Regions from separate parts of the Zea mays genome. Here regions 1, 2, 3 and 4 are each linked to region 5. Evidence: chromatin contacts called from public Hi-C data. All regions are on one chromosome and are shown on one strand. The core of a region is the stretch at or near the end of the contact, and the rest is flanking DNA. Distances in the headings are between cores, read along the strand shown. Region 1 holds the start of LOC100279723 (Remorin family protein). Region 2 holds the start of LOC100191233. Region 3 holds the start of LOC100384175. Region 4 holds the start of LOC103647482. Region 5 holds the start of LOC103647479.

What was found. Hi-C and Micro-C count contacts between places; a contact is called where the count stands out from the background.
Region 1: a contact with region 5 is called in a Hi-C map of ear, with 3 times the contacts expected there. The contact joins the promoter of LOC100279723 here to the promoter of LOC103647479 in region 5. A contact is called at or near these places in 11 of 25 Hi-C or Micro-C datasets (bundle sheath, ear, endosperm and 3 more) and 2 of 3 datasets of contacts at active chromatin or transcription factors (leaf and seedling).
Region 2: a Hi-C map of tassel shows a contact between it and region 5, with 2.1 times the contacts expected there. The contact joins the promoter of LOC100191233 here to the promoter of LOC103647479 in region 5. A contact is called at or near these places in 3 of 25 Hi-C or Micro-C datasets (ear, endosperm and tassel).
Region 3: a Hi-C map of bundle sheath shows a contact between it and region 5, with 2.7 times the contacts expected there. The contact joins the promoter of LOC100384175 here to the promoter of LOC103647479 in region 5. A contact is called at or near these places in 3 of 25 Hi-C or Micro-C datasets (bundle sheath, ear and tassel).
Region 4: a contact with region 5 is called in a Hi-C map of ear, with 1.7 times the contacts expected there. The contact joins the promoter of LOC103647482 here to the promoter of LOC103647479 in region 5. A contact is called at or near these places in 3 of 25 Hi-C or Micro-C datasets (ear, endosperm and tassel).

Annotation. Positions count from the first base shown.
Region 1 is chr2:191,245,773-191,248,472 of Zm-B73-REFERENCE-NAM-5.0, forward strand. LOC100279723 (Remorin family protein) reads left to right here and starts at 1,276. Exons shown (of 6, transcript NM_001152682.1): 1 at 1,276-1,390; 2 at 1,534-2,264; 3 at 2,574-2,700. The coding sequence starts at 1,796.
Region 2 is chr2:191,287,090-191,289,789 of Zm-B73-REFERENCE-NAM-5.0, forward strand. It overlaps LOC100191233, which reads left to right and starts at 1,328. Exons shown (of 4, transcript NM_001136667.1): 1 at 1,328-2,254; 2 at 2,469-2,540. The coding sequence starts at 1,547.
Region 3 is chr2:190,912,335-190,915,034 of Zm-B73-REFERENCE-NAM-5.0, forward strand. LOC100384175 reads left to right here and starts at 1,296. Exons shown (of 1, transcript NM_001176752.2): 1 at 1,296-2,099. The coding sequence starts at 1,297. The coding sequence ends at 1,770.
Region 4 is chr2:191,304,108-191,306,807 of Zm-B73-REFERENCE-NAM-5.0, forward strand. LOC103647482 reads right to left here and starts at 1,373. Exons shown (of 1, transcript XM_008672012.3): 1 at 1-1,373. The coding sequence starts at 1,327. The coding sequence ends at 125.
Region 5 is chr2:191,081,306-191,084,005 of Zm-B73-REFERENCE-NAM-5.0, forward strand. It overlaps LOC103647479, which reads right to left and starts at 1,394. Exons shown (of 1, transcript XM_008672011.3): 1 at 521-1,394. The coding sequence starts at 1,379. The coding sequence ends at 828.

The DNA.
Region 1 (2,700 bases), core at 26-2,525, 160 kb after region 5:
AGAATGGAACTATTGATGCAATCATCCCTGTTGATGATGAAATTCCAGATGAGAGGGTGATGTTGCATGACACAGACAAGCCTTGTATGGATATTGGAACAGTGTACCCCAGCATGCGTGACTTTAGGCTAGCTGTGAGACAGTTTGCGATCAATGAAGAGTTTGAGCTAGAAATATATAAAACTGATCTGAGTCGATTTATTGGTAATTGCAAAGGAGAAGGTTGCCCTTGGCATATTGTGGGATGTAGGCAACAATCTGGGAATAGTGTTATGGTATAGTCTAATAAGCCTAAGATGTTTGTACATAGGATATTGTTTATGTTGTTACTAATTAAGGTTAATTATTACAGGTGACTGTCTTAATTGAGGAACACACTTGTACTTCCAGTGCTAGAAGGAAAACCACGATCCTTACTAGCGCTTGAGTAGCATCAAAGGTTGTCCATCTCTTAAAGGAGTTGAACATGGGTCTGAGGGAGCTGCGGAAAAGGTTGGAAGAAAAATATAAGTGTGAAATTTACTGTGGCATCCACGGTTGGAAGATGGGAGATTCTGGAACAGGGGCAAGATTGGAAGAGCGTCCACGGTAATCGCGTCCAACGTCTTCACAGGCGCGGTTACGTCAATAGAGACAACCATGCATTCGAAGTACCAAAGTGGCGATATGTGTTCAGAGTACCAAACTGGCGAAGACAAAAGGCAGAGGTATTATAATGCCAAATAACTCAAAGTAGCATCATGGCGCCCCGATGCCCATCTAGGTTGCCTATGGCGGTATGGCCTGTCCTAGCCTCTCACTCAGGTGACCGCAACCCTTCCACAGAGAGCAAGCGAATGGTACACAAGAATTTGTTATCAGCGAAGTAGACAAAGTAGGATGGCCCCGAATTCTTTTGACTTGAGCTATAGGCATCATCACCGTCACCATCCTAGACCCTTGTAGCAACAAAAACGAGGGTGCTTTTTTTTTTTCTGACACGAGAAAATGAGCGCCGTTGGATTATCTTCACCTTTCACTCCCCCTCTTTCTGAGATCTGCTTTTTAAACACTGATTGTATGATGGTGGTTGCATGCAGCCTTTGGCCGGGTTCGTGCGCCTGACACAGACACAGATCTGGAGACAGATGGGTTGGCTACTTCCTCCTCCAGTGGTAAGCACAACGCTGTAACCAGCTCACAGTTTTGGATTCTTACTAGTGTCTCAATCGATCTGAGAGCAACCTGACCGCCCTTTAAAACGAGCTAGTGTTGTTAAGCTTCTGCAGCCTTTGCCGAGCGGCAGGACGACGAAGCGGAGGAGTTGCTGTGCGGGGTGAAGGAAGAGGAGTCGGCTCAGGTACAAGAACCGGCCAAGAATCCGGCAGGACGTCCCACCCCACTACCCCAGGTACTGTATTAATCTTGAGTCTTGCAATCCGTTGAATTGTGCGGGGTTGCAGTTGCCCATTTTGTATGCTTGTATGTTGTTCGAAAGAATGCCACAACCAACCAGTGGTACCACACTGAGGTTATTGTTCTTTTGCATGGTAGGAAGGGGTCGAAACAGCGGCCGGCCCCGGCCTTACTTGACCTCGGCAGCACTGGGTTAATTCCACGGAGCCACGTTTTCTACAAGTTTCGTGATTGGTGGTGTGGGGTTGATGAACAAAGGACTTGAAGCATTACTCATCCGGTCAGACGTGTTTCGTAGACCTTGACGCTGAGCTATCGGAGTTGGGTTTCCAAAAAAAGGTGGAGCTCTGAGAGAGTTCCGCATTCTTCTAAAGGAAGTAGGAGATACCCAGGAAGCAGCATGGCATTTTCTTACAGCAATGGGAGGACATTGCCCTCGAAATGGGAGGATGCAGAGAGGTGGATCTTCAGTCCCAATTCCAGCGACATGCGTGGAAGAACTACGGTTGCTCATGGTCGGAGGCCAAAGTCTAAAAGTGGCCCCCTGGGGCCTCCAGGAAGACTTGGTGGACAGTATTCATCTGTTTCTTCGGTGTCATTGCTTGATAGTGAGAGAGTTGGACCTATTACATCAAATTCTCATTTTTCAGCAGGAGTACTAATGCCAGGACATGTTTGTGGAGGAAAAAATACAAATGGGGCCTATTCAGGTAGACCAATTGGTGACGAAATCAACATTGGAGAAGGAGTCAGAATTTGTCCACTGAATGGTGGGTCTCATCCTATTCGAACTCCCAGAGTTCGCAAGCGATTAGATTCTGCAGTCGAATCATCTGCTTCATTGCCTAGCACACAAGAATCTATCCAAGGTATTTAAAAATGGTTTCTTGTGCACAGAGTGCATATCCATCATTATTTTTAGTTTTAGCCTATTGTTTAGTATTGAAATTTGGTTTAGTAGTAATTAGCAAAGCACAAAACACTTTGTTTGAGTTATCATCTATGTTTGTTGAAGCATAGAAGGCATGAATTGCGTTATGAAACCATTTTTTTTCAGTAACAAGTCGGAAGTTATTTACCTTAAGTTGTGCAGCAGATCTTCATAGAAAGTTATCATATTGTAGACTGAAAAGTCAGTAAATCTTGACCCGTTGCCTTTTTGTTGTTGCCTTGTTCAGACGAGCAGGTTGAAATCACAGAAGATTCAGCTTCAACTATTGCCTGTATAATTTCCAGGAAAGATGTTGCAACACAGACCAGCCCAGAGCTAAGTAGGTCCTCTTCACCCAACAATAGACCAACATT
Region 2 (2,700 bases), core at 78-2,577, 210 kb after region 5:
TGTTGGGGACTTGTTCTCAAATGCTATGAATTAAGAACAAGGCAACATGAAGTGTTAAATGTTAACGTCCTTCGTCCATGAAACATTATTCCCTTGAGGATAATGGGCCTTGGACGAAGGCTGATGAGAGTATAATTACAAAGCTTAAATCTTCGTAATAAAATTTCAACAGATATTGTAAGACAACATAAAATAAAGGGTGTAAAAGGGGTAAATAAATCATAGACGAATTATATTATATTTACTTAATATATTGAATCATTGAGCACAAAAATACCTCTGCCTTGGCAAAGGTTGGATTCCGAAAGATGCGATTGCAATTACCAGAATGTGTGAACAGTAAAAGAATACTGTTCACTATTTATAGGCACAGGACACAGCCTGTGAGGAATTACAATTATACCCCTCATAAAAGTTTACAACATTGACTCAGACCTTTATGGACTAAAGGGTCATTTTATCTTTAAGTCGGTTTGTGATACCGAAGCTTCATGAAGAGGAACCTTCGGCCATCTCATACAAACAGCTTCAGCCGAGAGCCACTTCTTCCTAGAAGACCTTCGGCGACGAAGCATAGACCCAACACCCTCTTTACATTGTACTTCCCACGTTTCAAAATATAATTCGTTTTAAACTAATTATATATTCATTAAATAACATAAGAATATAGTTTCCATGTATGTCTATATTCATTATCATTTGAATGAATATGGATAGAAAAAAAGTGGGCTAGAAACAACTGTATTTGAAACGGATGGAGGCTTTTTTCTGATTTTTTTCCTCTGTATACATATAAATTTCGTTCACAGTTCCTACGAAATTCGTAGCGTTTCAAACGGGGCAAATCTGAAACACTCATATTGGGGCAAAGTGAGGGCCCATTGATTTTCTTTCCTCTTCCACGTAGCTCCGCAACTGATCTTTTTACGAGTATAACGCTCTTCAAAATTAAATTGAGATATGGATGACCTGCATTTCTTTTCGGAACTGTACCTGTCATAGACGGGAAACCTACCACCATGTTTCCATCAATACACCAGAGGAACTGACACCGGGTCCCGCTGACAGGTAAGCCGGCAGAGGCCCTACATGGCAGCAACCTAGCACCAGGTGCTCTTCTCCCGGGGTCGAAGATATTTTTGTACGTATGCTAACAATCTAACATCCCAACAACCGACGGAGGCAAGCCCCCCACGTGGCGACATATGGTTGGCTGCTCGTCGCGTGCTCGGAGACCACGACCTGTGACTTGTGAGCGTATCCAGATTATATAATCTAAAATATTATTAACTAACATTCTCTAAGTGTTAGTTTAAAATTTGTTAATGTTTTTAACTAACATTTCCTAAGTGTTAGTTTAAATTTTTTTTGGTGCTGAGCTGAGACAGGGACAGGCAAGCAGGAGGAAGGGGATGGAGTGGCGCCGTTAGCGAGGCAAGGTTCAGTCTACTCGTTGACGTTCGACAGATCCCAGAGCACCCTCGGCGGGGCCGCCGCCAGCTGTGGCGGTAGCCGTGGCATCCCCAAGGGTTTCGGCTCCGTGAACATGGACGAGCTGCTCCGGAGCATCTGGACCGCAGAGGAGACCCAGGCCAAGGCCTCCGCCTCTATCGCAGGAGCGAGCGCGGGGATGCCCCCCACGCCGATGCAGCGGCAGGGATCGTCGCTCACACTGCCCCGCATGCTCAGCACCAAGACGGTCGACGAGGCGTGGAGAAATCTCGTGCGCGACGAACCGCCGCAGGGGGCGGACGGCGGCGGACACCAGCCGCCCCACCGCCAGTCAACGCTCGGGGAGATGACTCTGGAGGAGTTCTTGGTCAGAGCTGGCGCGGTCAAGGAGAACCCCGCTTCTGCTCCTCCAGCGCCGCCACCCATGGTGCCGCCGCGGCCGGTACCTGTTGCCCCTAAAAGCTCCGCCTTTTTTGGGGATTTACCGGGTGCCGACGACGACGCAGCTACGGCAGCGGTAGGGTTTGCACCGGTCGGCATGGTGGATCTGGCCCTGATACCGCCCAGGGCGGCAGGCATGGGAGGCAGCGCCATGGCTGTGCAAACAGCGGTGAGCCAGCTTGATTCTGTCGGGAAGGGATACAGCGACCTGTCGTCGCTGACGGAGCCGCAAACTTTTTCGTTTGAAAGAATGATTCGGGGGAGAAGGCATGGAGGCGGAGTGGAGAAAGTGGTGGAGAGGCGGCGGCGGAGGATGATCAAGAACAGGGAGTCCGCCGCGAGGTCCCGAGCGCGCAAACAGGTCACAGCCTTTTGCTGAATTCATGCATGTCTTACTGACCAAGGCACCAAGCAATTTGTTAGTGCTTCTTGACTCATGACATTGTGAACTTTCGCAATTCGATTATAATCAGAGTCATCGTACTCTTCCTGGTTACTGTGTTACCGTTCTTTTAAAGCAGACAAATTTTCCACTTTGCTGTTTCGGTTAAAAAGAATCTTATTTTACTGCATAGGCTTATACAATGGAGTTAGAAGCCGAAGTTCAGAAACTCAGAGAGCAGAATCAGGAACTGGAGAGGAAACAGGTGTCTTTTCTACAATTTTCTCTACACACTTCTAGATTTGCTTCTTCTTTGGGATTTGGTGCATTGCCTCTCGACGAGCATTTATTTTTAGTCATTCTGAAATAGATAGTTTCAGCATGCTCCATGTTGCCTGCATCAATTGTATTCCCCTGAATCATTC
Region 3 (2,700 bases), core at 46-2,545, 170 kb before region 5:
TGGGCCTCCATGATTTACTCGCGTGCAACTGGTTCATGGTCCATGATTTACGGGCCGGGTCTGGGCCAGCACGGCCCGATGCAAGCCCGGTCTAATTTAGGGCCGTGCTGGGCCTACATTTTAGGACGTGAGCACGATTTAGCCCGGCCCGAGTGCAATTCGTGCTAGCCCGGCCCGAATTATTTAAGCCCGAAGCACGATGGGCTCGTGCCGGGTCAGCACGGCCCGGCCCAACTTACAGGATGGCACAGAGCCTCCAGCTGCATAGTCAGCAAAGGATCGCTACTATGCAATATGCATGCATGAGAGCAGAGCGCACGCAACGCAACGCCACACAGCGTTGCAGCAAAGCTAGCGCGAGCTCTGTCTGGCTACAGAGCGCCGGCCGGGGCGACAGTACGTAGTCGCCAATAATTGTACCGGCAGCACGTGTGACGTGTTTTGGCGACACCGGAAAGGCTGCGAGTGAGTGGTTTGTAATTGTAACTATGCCTTTGGGCGCTGTGCTTTGCTCGGCTCGGCCAGCCGCCAGGCGCCAGTCGGCCACGATCGGGGGCAGCAGCAGCCTGAGAGCCAACGCCCGGCAGCGGCAGCGGCAGCTGTGGCTGGCTTTCGAGAGTGTCAGGACCAGGGCGCCTGCAGGAGTAGGCTGGGCCGACCGGCCGTGTTGCTCTCGCCTGTCGCATGATAGTTTCAGATCTCGCGACCAGAGACCGTACCAGCGTGTTGCCTGCCTCGCGACGGGGCGAGCTGCCGGTGCCGGGCTTCTAGAGCGCGCGGACGACCGGGCTGTGAGTTCGCCAGTTTCAAACGGTGTCGAATGGCCGGAACACGGACCGCGCGTTTTGACTTGGATTGGAACACAGTGGTCGAGTGCTGCTGTTAATGTGCTATACGCTACCAGCCTTCTTGGTGTCAGGGCTGCTGGCGTCGTCTCGTGAAAAAAGCGAGCCACGACACCCGGCCCAAAAGCCGACTCATCGGGCCCGTCCGCGTCCGGCGTACACCGGTACACGCCATGCACCGGGCGGCAGCGGCCACGACCGACGAAGCATCGCCACATCAGGCGGCCCCCCCGTCCCCACCGTACATCTCAGCCCGGCCGCGGTGGCACGCGCCGGGCCCCGCCGCGCCGGTCCGGAAAAGCGCGAACCAGAGCTGCTGGCTTTTTTTCAGGCCGTGCGAGGACCGCGTGCGCCCTCACCTTCATGTACTCGCCGCGGCCTGCGCGATGAGGAGAAGCACAGCCACAGGGATTTGCGTCGCCCCCGCGCGCCTGCGTGCGGGGACGCAATTATGGCCCCATCCCCACGAGCCACGACGGACGGGACGAGCGGCGGGCGGGCCGGACGGACGCCGTGTCGGCGTACTGTGGGCGCGCGTCCTCGGTCCTCGGCGATCGACGGAGGCGCGCGCCCATGCATCGAACGAACCCCATGCATGGAGATGGCGGCACAGGACCTCACCAGTAACCCCACCGACCTTTGTCTGTGTCCGTCCGTCTGTCCCTTCCGTTCACAGTTCACCCTTTTCTCTCGAAGACGACGGGGCGACCCATCATCGGTCGTGCCCTGCACGGCCGCTCCCCCGTCCCGATCCCGATACAGAGCACCGAACGTTTCCTTCTGCTGTCGAGACGGTACGGCATTTGTCCATGGGCCCTGCACGATCGATCGGTCGGTCGGCACTAGAGATGGCCAAACGGGCCGCCCGGCCCGGCTCGGCCCGGGCCCGGTGAAGCCCGGCCAAAAACCGGGCCGGGCCTGCTGAGACAGCGGGCTTAATTTTCTGTCCAAGCTCGGCCCGCAGTGGGTCTAAATGGGCCGGCCCGGCCCGTTTAGCACGAAAAAACGGGCCAAAAAGCGGACTAAACGGGCCGGTAAGCACGTTTTAGTGTAAAAAAACGGGCTTGACGGGCTTAGAGGTAAACGGGCCGTGCCTAGTTTCCTGTCCAAACCCGCCCGCTTATTCTACCGTGCCGGGCTCGGACCGGGCCCAAAAAGCAGGCTTCGTGCCGGGCTCACGGGCCTCGTGCTTTTTTGCCATCTATAGTCGGCACTTACTTTCCAGCTGAGCGTGTTCGAGACCTGTGCATATATATATATACTAGTCGGTTGGCCGTGCGTTGCGACGACTTACAACAATACCCATGTTAACTATCTATAAAAAAAATCAAAATTTTTATTGATTATCTTCGCTCTCCATATAATATTTTTTTATTTGGCTAACTGATGTTATTATTTACTTCATCCAATATATTTTTGTACAACACGACCAATGAAGTGAGCGATTAGAAAAGAGTTCACAACGACTGACTGAACGAACAGAGATTATAAAATGACATAATTTCACCATACAGAGACCAAATAAGAGAAAGTTTGTGAGCTCAAGTTTCTAAAATAAGTCACATGAACTCAAACTTATAAAAAAGATAGATCAAAATATAAAGTGGTTGCTAAAGTCAGGCACCAATAAAAACTGGATGCGCTCCATATAAATTATGCTACTTCGTAGCAATTACTAACGTTTAAAAACAACAAATAACCTTTCATTTTACTGTTAGTGTGACAAATTATTGTTGCTCCATCCAATTCAGCAACCTCAAACACCATGGAGTCTATTGCACCAATGTGGTCTCATAAATTAAACAACCTAATGTTTGCAAGAGCCAAGAACGTCGTGCCGTGTTTGGGCTGTAGC
Region 4 (2,700 bases), core at 123-2,622, 220 kb after region 5:
TCGCGCGAACATGGCCTAGTTTACTTTCTCACTTTTATACTAGTGCAGTTCGATTCGGACTGGAGATAAACAAAGAATGGGAAGCCTCCGGCGGCGGGAACGGGGGAGATCGATCGACGTCACGTCACGGGCGCGCCAGCGCTTGCGCGAGGCGTTGGACCTTGGCGGCGATCTCCGGCGGGATCCGCACGGCCGACCGGGAGCGCTCCTCGCCGCGCCGGAAGTCGAGCCCCAGCGCGTCCGACACGTCCTCGGCGGTCCACCCGGCGCGCCGGAGCGAGTCCGAGCACCGGTCGGTCTTGAGGACCAGCGCGTCGAGGATAGCCTCGGAGTCGGGTGTTGGGGCCTCCTCGCCGTCGTCCAAGAACCCGGAGGCGGTGACCTCGACCATCTCGTCCACTTCTCGGTCCCTCCAGCCCCCTTTCTTCAGCATTGACCCCAGCTCGTCGAGGTAGCTGTCGACCCACCGCGGGGTTGGCCGCCGGGGTGGCGATGGGCATCCTGAGGACGACGACGAGGAGGAGGACGAGGAGGCGGTGGATGCTTCGGAGGACGAGGAGTCGCGGCGGCGGCGGTCCGACGCGGCGTCGCTCCAGAACTCGATCCAGCGCGGGGCCTGGACGGCGTCGAGGCTCCGGCGCGTGCACGACGGCCTGCTCGCGCCGGCGGAGAGCGGGGACGAGGAGGAGACGACGGCGCGGTCCGCCGGCTGGAAGGAGGAGTCGCGCGTGAAGAAGTAGAGCAGGTCGAGGCCGCAGCAGAGGACGCGGTCGTCGGCGACGAAGAACACCGGGTTCCCCGCGAGGCAGGGGCGGCAGGGCAGGTAGCAGCGGTCGAAGAGCGGCACGAGCGGCGGCGCGCGGCGTACGGCGGAGCGCGCGAGCCGCAGCGCGCGGCCCGGGTCGGCCGGCCGCCGGCCCCAGCACCGCGGCCACAGCGCGCCCCTCGCGACCTGGAGCGACGCCGCCGCCGCGGGGAGGTCGAACGCGGCGCGGAGGCCGGCCCGGCCGCGCCAGTCCGGGAACCCGGGCCCCGACGGCACGCCCAGGGCGAGCACCGCGCGGAGGTCGGGCGGGAACGTGAACCCGAACTCGGCCTCCGCGCGGACCAGCTCCGCGTCCGAGAGGCCCGGGAGGACGGCCACCCCGGACTCGCGGAGGTGGGAGAGCACGCCTGCAGCCACGGCGTGGAAGGAGTGGAGGCCGTGGCGCGGCGACGCGGACGCCGATGACGGCCCCGCGGCGGCGCGCGTCGAGAGGCGGCGCAGCGCCGCGGTGTGCGCCACCGACGGGGCCAGCCCGGCCATCCGGTGGTCGATGTCCACCATCGCTGCTGCGCTTGAGATGCCGAGGAACGAAACGCCTGAGACTGACCGAGAGACGGGCGGAGGGGTGGGTTTATATAGAGGGATGCGGTGGTCGTCTCCCGTAGATGGTTGCCGTTTTTTTACTTTTATATAGATTTAACAAATCATTTATCTTATTTATTTTTTTAGAAAACAATAAAATAAATATCGTTAAAGTACCTTTAATTAAAAAAACCCCAATAAAAAATAATAAATAGCATTTTTTATGAAAACTGTAAATAGGACAATAATGAAATATGATGTTTTACAACTAAAAAATATATCATGGTTCTATTTTGAGGCAGAGGTAGTAGCGTGAGACAAGGTCACAAGGACAAGGGTGGGGTCTATGGCCGTGGGCCCCGTGGAGATCTGAGCTGAGCGTGGGGCGAGAAAGCGACTGCGGTGCGGACAATGGTGTGCGAACTGGAGTACTGGACCAACTAGTGGTGTTGTGCGTCTCCGCTTGTGAAAACGCAAGATTAATTTGGTGTCCTCGTATTCTTGTACTGTAACGTTTCTTCATTATAAAAAACAGAAATGGAGTAGCATCAATCGGTCGATTCAAAATGTTTTTTTTTGGGTGCATTATTTTTATTCGGTGCCTGGGCCAAGGACACCTGTGTTCATAACCCCGGGAAGCACAAGTACACATGCGCAATGGATAATGCATCCCTTGCCAGAGATGGTGACCGTGACTTGCTTGGGAGCACTCGGATCAGATGCCCCAGGAAAGCGAAGTGCGGGCGGGGGGGTATGCTGATCTCCTAATCATAGAACCCAATAATGCTGTCAGAGAGACCGAAACCCAACTGGTGGCCATGATTTTGGTCCCCTGGAAACCGTGCATACTTTCATGGCTCCTCCTGGAGCTGGAGCTGGAGCTGGAGTAGGTCCGTCCGCTACTGCACCGCACCATCCGGCCTCCTTCGTGCGTGTACTCGGCGTACGGGCATGTGTACGTGAACTGTCGTCAATCAACTGATCTGGAAAACTTCGCTGCTGCAAGTTGCTCGCGGCTTCTCCAAAACCACTGTGCATCGTACCAAAACACAGGGCACCCGCGGGCGCGTGGATGACCGGTGACGCCGCCTTGGCGTGTGAAGGAGGTGCTATTGCTAGCTCACCCGACGCGCGGTCACCTCATCAATCAAACCACCGAAGCGACGGCCGTCGGCAGGGGCGCCGTCATCATTTCGCCGGCGCTCGCCGCACGCCTGCAGCGAAGCTGCGTCGCGATCGCCTGTCCGTGTCCGCAGCAATGTCACCGCAACACCCATCGCAAGTTTTTGGCATCTACGCGGTGGCGGTGCCAGGCAATCTCGAGCCCGTCAAGTCGGCGTCGAGATCTCGGC
Region 5 (2,700 bases), core at 144-2,643:
TGCACGATCATATATACGTTTTTTGTCCTAGCCTTATGATTTTTGACCATTTGATAGAGTTCTGAAGAGTTGAAACCCGCTGGAGAGGTAGAAAAAGAGTCTAAAGTTTAGCCTATGTCACGTCAAATGTTTGTTGAATGCTGAGTACGAGTATTAAATATAGTCTCGATGTTTGTTGAATGTCAAGTACGAGTATTAATATAGTCTCACAATTGACATATCATAGGTCTATGTTCAGCATCCTCTATAATTATTACTATCTCTATTTGTTTTTATTTGAGGTTGGATTGTGCAATTTACATTAGGAAACGTCAAATAAAAAAACTAGAGAGAATATTATTTTGATTTGTCCTTGGTTATGATAAAATAATTACTCTATATGTTTCTTTTTAGTTGTCGCTGAATACAACTAAAAAGAAACGAGGGAATATAACTTAAGTTGATCCATAAGTTAAAAAACCGCTCTATTGCCAAATAGACACAAGATCCCGTGCGAACCAAATGGGCAATTATCAGATCAATATCGTATCAGCACCGAGTAGTCACATTCAGCATACTGTCGAAGTTACATATTTGACGAGATATCCTTAACAAATGTCCACAGCGTATAAAAACGATTTGAATAGTCTGCGATGATGCAGGTACAGGCTCAGCACAAGATGCGCAAATCAAACTTCCATGAAATTTGGAAGCTATACTTGAATACAACCAAACCAAACCAAACCAAACCGACACACATGGATCGATCAAACCAAAGAATTAAAGAATACTGTACTACCGAGGAAGAGCTAGCTTATAGCTAAGTGGCCACACGACGGTCGCCGAACTCAGTCCTGCTTCCGGCCGGCGGCGGCGAGCATGGGCGACAACGCGGACCGCGTCCGGGCGAAGGCGGCGACGGGCGAGGGCTCCCCGGCGACGAGCGGCAGGTCGGAGAGCAGCGCGAGCATGCGGCGCGCGCTGAGCGACCGCGCGGGGCGGAGGGCAAGGCTCTTGGTGCGCGAGAACACGGTGGAGGACTGCGACAGGATGAGGTACACCAGTGCCTGCACCAGCACGAACATCCCGACCTTGATCAGCGCCGCCTCCATCTCCGGCTCCATGGCGCGGCAACAGTAACACCGGCTTTTATTGCCTTGAGCGAGGCTGTGCTTCGGGTCGAATTCAGAAGCGAACGCTGCGTTGAGCTTCAGAGTTCCGTAGACAGCTCTGAGAACTCGCTTCGATTGCACGAGGAAGATCGCTAGCTTGTGAGTTGTGACTTGTGATTCGGTGAGGCGAAGCGGTTGGAGCAGACGCGCGCTTTTTATAGGCCACGGACGGCGACCGGGCGCCGGTTTGACCATGGCAGGAGCAGAGGAGGTGACCATGTGTGTCATGGTGATTGCGGAGATGCTTCCGGCACCGGCTTGCGGTGAAAGTGAAAGTGAAACTGGAGCTGGCGAGGCGAGTGCGTCCGAATCTGCTTGCGTCGCCGCGTGCGCGAGGCCATTTGTCGCGTTGCTATTGGCATGGTGGATGGGCGGCCATGGGCCATGGCTGCTGGCTGCTAAACCGCTGGATGTTTCGTACTGCCGTGAGCCCGTGATGATGGGTCGCGGTCAATGGAGGTCATGGCCGGTCAGCACAGGTCACCGTTTTACTCTAGACAAACAGAATGGGTCGTCCAGATGGCCAAACGACCCACCCGGCCCGGCCCGATGAAACTCGGTCTGTTTTAGGTTTAGCCCGCAGCGGGTTTAAACGGACCGGCCCGACCGGCCTGGCTCAGTAAGCACAAAAAAAGTAGGCCAAAAACGGACTAAATGATTCAGTAAGTACGGTTTAATGCAAAAAATATAGGTTTAACGGGCTTAAAGGTAAACGGCCGTGCCGGGCTAGCCCACCGTGCTTAGTTTGTGTCCGAGCCCGACCGCTTATTCGTGCCGGGACGGCACGGGTCCGCATAGAACTAGGTCATGTCGGGCTCGGATCAGGCCCAAACAGTGGGCTTCGTGTCGGGCTCACGGGCCTCGTGCTTATTGGCCATCTATATGTCATGTTTGTTTGGGCGAAGCTGTTGTGGACTGCCAAATATTTCAGCTTTTCATCCCGTTTATATAAGAATCGTTTTGCTAAAAACCGTTTAAAATCAACATGAACACAGAATTGGTCGAGTCGTTGCAATAGTAGGAACACATTGCTTTCTAGATCCTAAACCATTTAGACTACTTCGTCTTCCTCTGTATATAATCTCCACGATACTCAGATTTTTCTCACAACCAGATTCCACGACCATTAAAAAAACTAGTTAGAAAAAAATTAAAACAAAAAGCTGAACCAAACAGCCAGATTCGTGTTGCAACTCGGGACTTTCAATCGTTGGAGTTTTGCAGTGCACGAACGTTTCTCCGGGCGCCTCTGGGCCCATGACAAGGAGTCCGTTACCGTTACCGGCCGCCTTCGACCCAGGAAATGATAACGGAAAAGGAGGATGAGCGAGCCAGGTAGGAATGATAGCTTTCTGAGTCAGCTCGGCCTTATCAAGAAAACAAGAGAAACATAGTCTTATTTTAATCGGAAGAACAAGCTTTTTCAAAACTCAAACGTGTGTAGGGTACGTTTGCTTTTGAATTGAAACAGATTCATACACCTGGAACATGTGTTGTGCGTGCTGGAACTGTTTCTTGGTTAACTGTTGTGTTAGGCACATACTACTAC